Linked DNA regions of Mus musculus: region 1 is linked to region 2. A link is a contact called in public HiChIP or PLAC-seq data. All regions are on one chromosome and are shown on one strand. Each heading gives the region's core, a stretch centred on a gene start, on an enhancer-like site or on the middle of the called end of the contact. The rest is flanking DNA. Distances are from core to core; before and after follow the strand shown. Region 1 overlaps Plcb4 (phospholipase C, beta 4). Region 2 holds the start of Plcb4 (phospholipase C, beta 4).

The links. HiChIP or PLAC-seq counts read pairs in DNA pulled down with a chosen protein or histone mark.
Region 1: a contact with region 2 is called in an H3K27ac HiChIP or PLAC-seq map of heart atrium, with 13 read pairs. The contact joins the enhancer-like site here to the promoter of Plcb4 in region 2. A contact is called at or near these places in 1 of 39 promoter capture datasets (3T3-L1-derived adipocytes) and 3 of 115 datasets of contacts at active chromatin or transcription factors (the HPC-7 cell line, embryonic stem cells and heart atrium).

What each region holds. Positions count from the first base shown.
Region 1 is chr2:135,691,576-135,694,275 of GRCm38.p6, reverse strand. All of the region lies in intron 1 of Plcb4 (phospholipase C, beta 4), which reads right to left. Among named protein-coding and RNA genes, the nearest start is that of Plcb4, 33 kb to the right of the region's middle. Within about 2 kb of position 1,440, at least 59 of the 459 cell types and tissues checked have an H3K27ac peak or open chromatin away from gene starts, as enhancers often do. A contact at or near this core is called in heart atrium, where this site is marked.
Region 2 is chr2:135,658,281-135,661,075 of GRCm38.p6, reverse strand. It overlaps Plcb4 (phospholipase C, beta 4), which reads right to left and starts at 1,529. Exons shown (of 39, transcript NM_001355153.1): 1 at 1,346-1,529.

The sequences.
Region 1 (2,700 bases), core at 191-2,690, 33 kb before region 2:
TGATAGCCAAATATTAGTCATAGTATGTGCTTTGGGCCAATCTATGGCATAGAAGCAACTTAAACAGAACTACTTGTCAACTTTAAGCAAAACTGGCTCTAAATTAGTATAGGGTTTATTTAAGGTCACTGATGGAGGAACTTAAGATAATAAAATAGAATATTCCTGAAAGTCCATGGTAAAGCTCATACTGCAGTTTATGTATTTTTTTAACATTTTCCATGGTAAACTGCTTTTTAAATATGAATAAATGCACAAATCAAAACTATAACCATGTTCTGTTTTCAAGCACTCCCTATGAAAAATGGGGGTTGGGGAAGAGATTAAGGAAATAGCCCCCCGCAAAAAAAAATAAAAATCAAACATCACACTTGGAGAACTTAGTGTCGTAGCAACAGATTTAATGCTTCAACCCAGTGACCAAGAACAAATGAGCAAACATAGAGGGTAGGGGAGATGTCTCAGTGGTTAAGAGCACTTGCTGCTCTTGCAGAGGACCGAGGTTCAGTTCCCAGCATACAAATGGTGGCTCACACACAGGCACACACACACACATGCACATAAAATAAAATATTTCTAAAAATTAAATTACAAGTATATGTTTACCTGTAGGGAAGCTTTTCTTTTCAAGCGTCTCGGGGTGTGGAGAATGGCTGCTAGTTAAATATACACCTTTGATTAATACAAGTGGAAAAGGGGGGTGAATGATCATTACTGGCAATGTAATATGTTTTATGAACAAAAGTTCTGAGCAAATACGTAATCTGAGAAAAAGCACATTTCTGAAAAGATGCTTTATTGGCTCAACCTCTGGGACCACAGATACAAACTCTTAGATTCGCAACCTGCTAACGCTGGCTAAATGATCTATGGCTGGGAACAGCTGAAAAAAATGGGCAATCCATGGATTATTCCACTGATTTTGGCTAAAGTCTTCAAGAGACAAAAGGGGGTCATATGAGGGCAAAGCACAGCTGTTACAATAAGCAGGAAAAGCCACAGTCCGAGGAAATGCCTCCTTGTGATCTCAGAGTATGACTTATTGACCCCCCCATTCCCCACCCCAGAATCCACTACTAGAAACTAGACCAGGACATAAAATAAAAAGCAGAACTTATGATCTGAAGGAAGGCTGTGTACAGCTGTATAAGGTCTATTTCAAAGCCAAACTGAGTCCAAAAAAATCAAACTCGGCACCTCTCTAAAGACAACATGCCCAAGACCCAACGCTGCATCCTAACATGATTTAAAGGAAAGGAGGGGACTTCCCAGCGAGATAGCAGATGGGAAACCTATCATCAGTGTACTCACTGACAGGAAGCAGCCAGCAGAACGCACAGTCACGCCTGTTCTTGCAAGAATCGGTAGCTGTAAAGGAAGCCAGCAAGCCAGGTGAGATTTCCACGGGGAAGCAAGCAGCAGCTGGGGGTTGGAGGAGCTGCCAGCCACAAGCAGCTGAGCAAGGTGGAAATCCCCAGGAAGTGCTTCCCTCACACACAGCAGTGCTGAAGCTATAGGCAGATGGAAGATCAAGGACTGGATGCCTAATTGGCAGGGAGGCCCAGGAGCTAAAGAAGCTAAACCAGATGTGAGGCTTGGCTGAGGTCAATGGGAGCCCTCAGACTGCAGCCTCAAACCACCCCGTCTCCCATACACACTCGCTCTTCAGAAAGACTCAAGGGAAGGACTGAGTCAGAGCCTTGTACACTTTCATTGCCCTGGGCAAGGGAGCGAGGGGCCTGAAGTATGACTAGAAAGCATGGCAGACTCCCCATCAAGGACACCACTAAGGTCAGTAGGAACCCTGGGCAATCAGTCCTGTCCTGCTCTGCCCTATGGTACTGATCCAGAAAGAACGTGAAGGAGGGAACTGAGAATCACAGAGCTGAATTCAGGGAATCTGGGCCAGAAAGTCTATGTATGCTGGATAGTTTTATGTCAAGTTGAAAGGAACTAAAGTCATTTGAAAGGAGGGAGCCTCAACTGAGAAAATACAACCCTTAGATCAGGCTGTGGGCAACCTTGTAGGGTATTTTCTTAATTGGTAATGGATTGAGGAGAACTCAGACCATTGTAGGTGGTCCTATCCTTATCCTGGTGGTCCTGATTTCTCTAAGAAAACAGGCTGAGCAAGCCATGATGAGCAAGCCAATAAGCAGCATCCCTCCATGCATCAGCTCCTTTCTCCAGATTCTGGCCTTGTTTGAGTTCCTATCCTGACTTCTTCCATGACGAACAGTAATATGAAATTGTAATCCAAATAAACCCTTTCCTCCCCAACTTGCTTTTGGTCATGGAGTTTCATCATAGTACTAGTAACCCTAACTTAGGCATGAACTAAACCCCAAATCTGGATTAATATATCTGAACTAGAAATGAAAATTGCCACCCCTCATCAGCGTGGTTTGCTTCAAGAAACCAGGAGGGAAAGAATTCAAATTTCATCCCACCAAGGAAGAAACCGTGACTGGCATGACTTTTTAATCTAATATACCTACTGTCCCAGTACGCATCACGCGATCCTTACTTGCTGATCCTCCAATAGCTATGGTACTTAAAGGAATTGCTGATTGAAACTGGCTGCTATGGGACTTGCAGAGTGGACCTACCAAGATGCTGAGTTGCTCTTGAAGATCTTATTCTAAGAATAATATAGGGGTTGTACCAGTTCCCCAAGCATATGGGCTGCATGTTTAAACT
Region 2 (2,795 bases), core at 280-2,779:
AAATGTCTACAGTGTAAAAAAAAAAAATAGATGATATAATAGATCAATACACCAGTTGAAAACTATGCAAGACTGTTCTGTGGGGGAAAAATTCGAGATTACATAACACAGTCAGTCAGGGATTACACCACAAAATCCTAGTGAGAGGAATTTCTCATCCTCTGTATCACTCTGCAACTTAGGATATTAAAGTTTGAAGGGTTCAAAATATTCGGTTCTCAGTTCAAACACATCTTTAAAAACATCAGTCTTAAAAATACTAAAAGGATTAAGTTGAAATTTTACACACACACACACACACACACACACATCTTCCTACCCTAAAGAGTAGTTCTTCACTTTCTGAGATCCTGGGAGTCCACCCAGGTAAAAAGTCACTGGTTGCTCTTCCTGGTCATCTTTATTTTATGGTCTGATTTTTCCTTAAAAGAGAAATTCAATTTTTTTCAAAGCATTATACACCTGCCTGTGCATGGACTTTACTGCTAGCCATGTTTATTCAACACATTATCTCCACCAATGGATAATTTAAATTTATGGACCACTATGCATCCCACTTCTACTTCAAAAGATGGCGACTGTCCATGAATGTTTTGCCCCAAATTAAATCTCAAGCCCCTTGCTTTAGAGAAATAGGAAGAAGCACTATAGAAGTTTAGGGTTATTTTTTTAAAGTCATATCTCAAATGCATGCATATTTGTGGAATATAAGACATTTGCCTTTCTAGAAATGCTGGCTTTATAACTCTAGAGTTGTTCAATTGGAAAATTCTGTGTTTTCACACTTAGATTCAGTAGTTTACTGAGTCTAAACTCAAAAATTGTACAATATAGACAATTTCTAATTGACTAAGAAAAAACAACTTTAAACTTCTGAAAATAAAGCAATGTTCTTTTACATGCTTTTAGGAGGCCCAGATACTGTCCTGAAGGAGCGCTTAGCCTGTCAGTGTCAACTGGAAACGGTCTATCATTCGTAAGCTGTCCCCAGAAGACGCTGAAGATGCACACGCACACACATTTACATGCGTTGCACAGTGCCAACTATTTCCAACCAAAATAATCATATACACGTCGAGCCGAGCTATTTCTAGCGCAGAAGAGGGTGAACGTCCGGGTAGGCAGAGGAAACCCAGTAGCAGATGATTGCCGGAGAGGCGGGTGGCGGCGGGGTCCCCTGCCTCCCGCGCAGGACGCCTCGCACCCCGCACCTGCACCGGGTCCCCGGCAGGGCAACCGGGGGCGCGCGCGCGCGTCCGGGACGCACCCGCGGGAAGCCGAGTAGCCCGGCGGGCTGGGAGCGGCGGGAGCATCCCCGGGCGGGACCCAAAGCGCCTTCTCCTACCTGTCACTTCCAGGCGAGTCGCTGCCGGGGATGCGGCCACCGCCGCCTCCGGGAGCCCCGCTGTGTTCGCGCGCGCGCGTGTGAGTGTCTGTGTGTGTGTGTGTGTGTGTGTGTGTGTGTGTGCGCGCGTGTGAGAGCCTGTTTGCGGCGCGGCTCCTGAGCCGCTCGCGCGCCGCCACCCCCTCCCCGCCGCCGCGGCCGCCGAGCCCCTCCGGCGCCGCCCCGCCCTCCGCCGCCTCCGCCCCCCACCGGCCAGCGCCTCCCCGCTGCGCTCACCTCGGCCGCCCGCTGCCCAGGGCGCCGCCCGCCCGCCGCTCCCGCCGAGCCGGGCCCCGTGCGGCCCCGGGCCCGCCGCCCCTACTCCCGGCCGCGACGCTGCCTCTGGAGCCCAAGCCGTCGCCTCGCAGCCCCAACCTGCCGGGCTACGGAGCATGCCCAGTGCGGCGCCCGGCGGGGCTGGGGGTGGACCGGGGCCGCGCGGGCCGGCCGGGGTGGGGGTTGGCTGTCCCGGGGTCGCCGCCGCCGCCTTCCCGGTGCAGGGTCTGGGCGCGCGCCCGTGGGGACTGAGCTGAGCCAGCAGCGGGACACCACGCGCCGCTGGCCACGGACTCAGCGGGTGCCCGGCCCGGGAGGAGGGGGTGCGAGCCAGCCAGAACCGGGAGCGGGGAGCGGGAACTGCGCTTTCGTCTATGTTACATTGAACAAACACGGAGAGCTTGTACACTGCAGCAGGCACTGTGAGACAGGGATTTTATTCATTCAGCCCGAAAAACAATCTGCCGGAGGAAGTACTACAACGGGCTCACACTGAGCCAGAAAGTGATTTCCAAAGTCTTCCCCCAAGTGATCCTGAGACGTGCACCCCACTCCACCCCCCCCCCCCAGACTTCGGTTCCAGGGATGCTGGGGATCGCTGTGGCCAGCTCTCCTTGTCCTTTGAACCGACACCCGGGTGCCCGAAGTCCTGCTGAGGCGGCCTGGCCATGTGCATCCAGCGTCACCCTTTGTGGAGACCCTACACTGGAGCCGCTCCGGAACTCCCCGAGGGCTTCCTCCTACCGAGGCCACTCGGCTTCCTCCCTCTCCTGCCTGGCGGCGGCCACCAAAACCCGGAGACGTGGCACCTGCGCACTGGGGACTGGGGCCCATGCTGGCGGCTGAACTGGGCATGCTCAGCTGCCTGAACTGGGCTGGCGGGTCAAGAGGAAAGGGGTCGGTTTAGAGGTTAGCTTAAAAAAAAAATGGAGAAGAGGGCAGAAGTGTAGGCACAAAGGAACAGTCCAGGCACCGTGGATACAGCAGTTGAAAACCCCAAAGTGTCGCACCCTTCGTTCATTCTGGCCGTTTCAGCATGGATAGAAAGAAAATAACCACCAAAAGTTGATCAACTAGTGTGATGTGTGATGGTACATGCCTGTAATCCCAGTTAGTTTACAGAGCAGCCTAAACT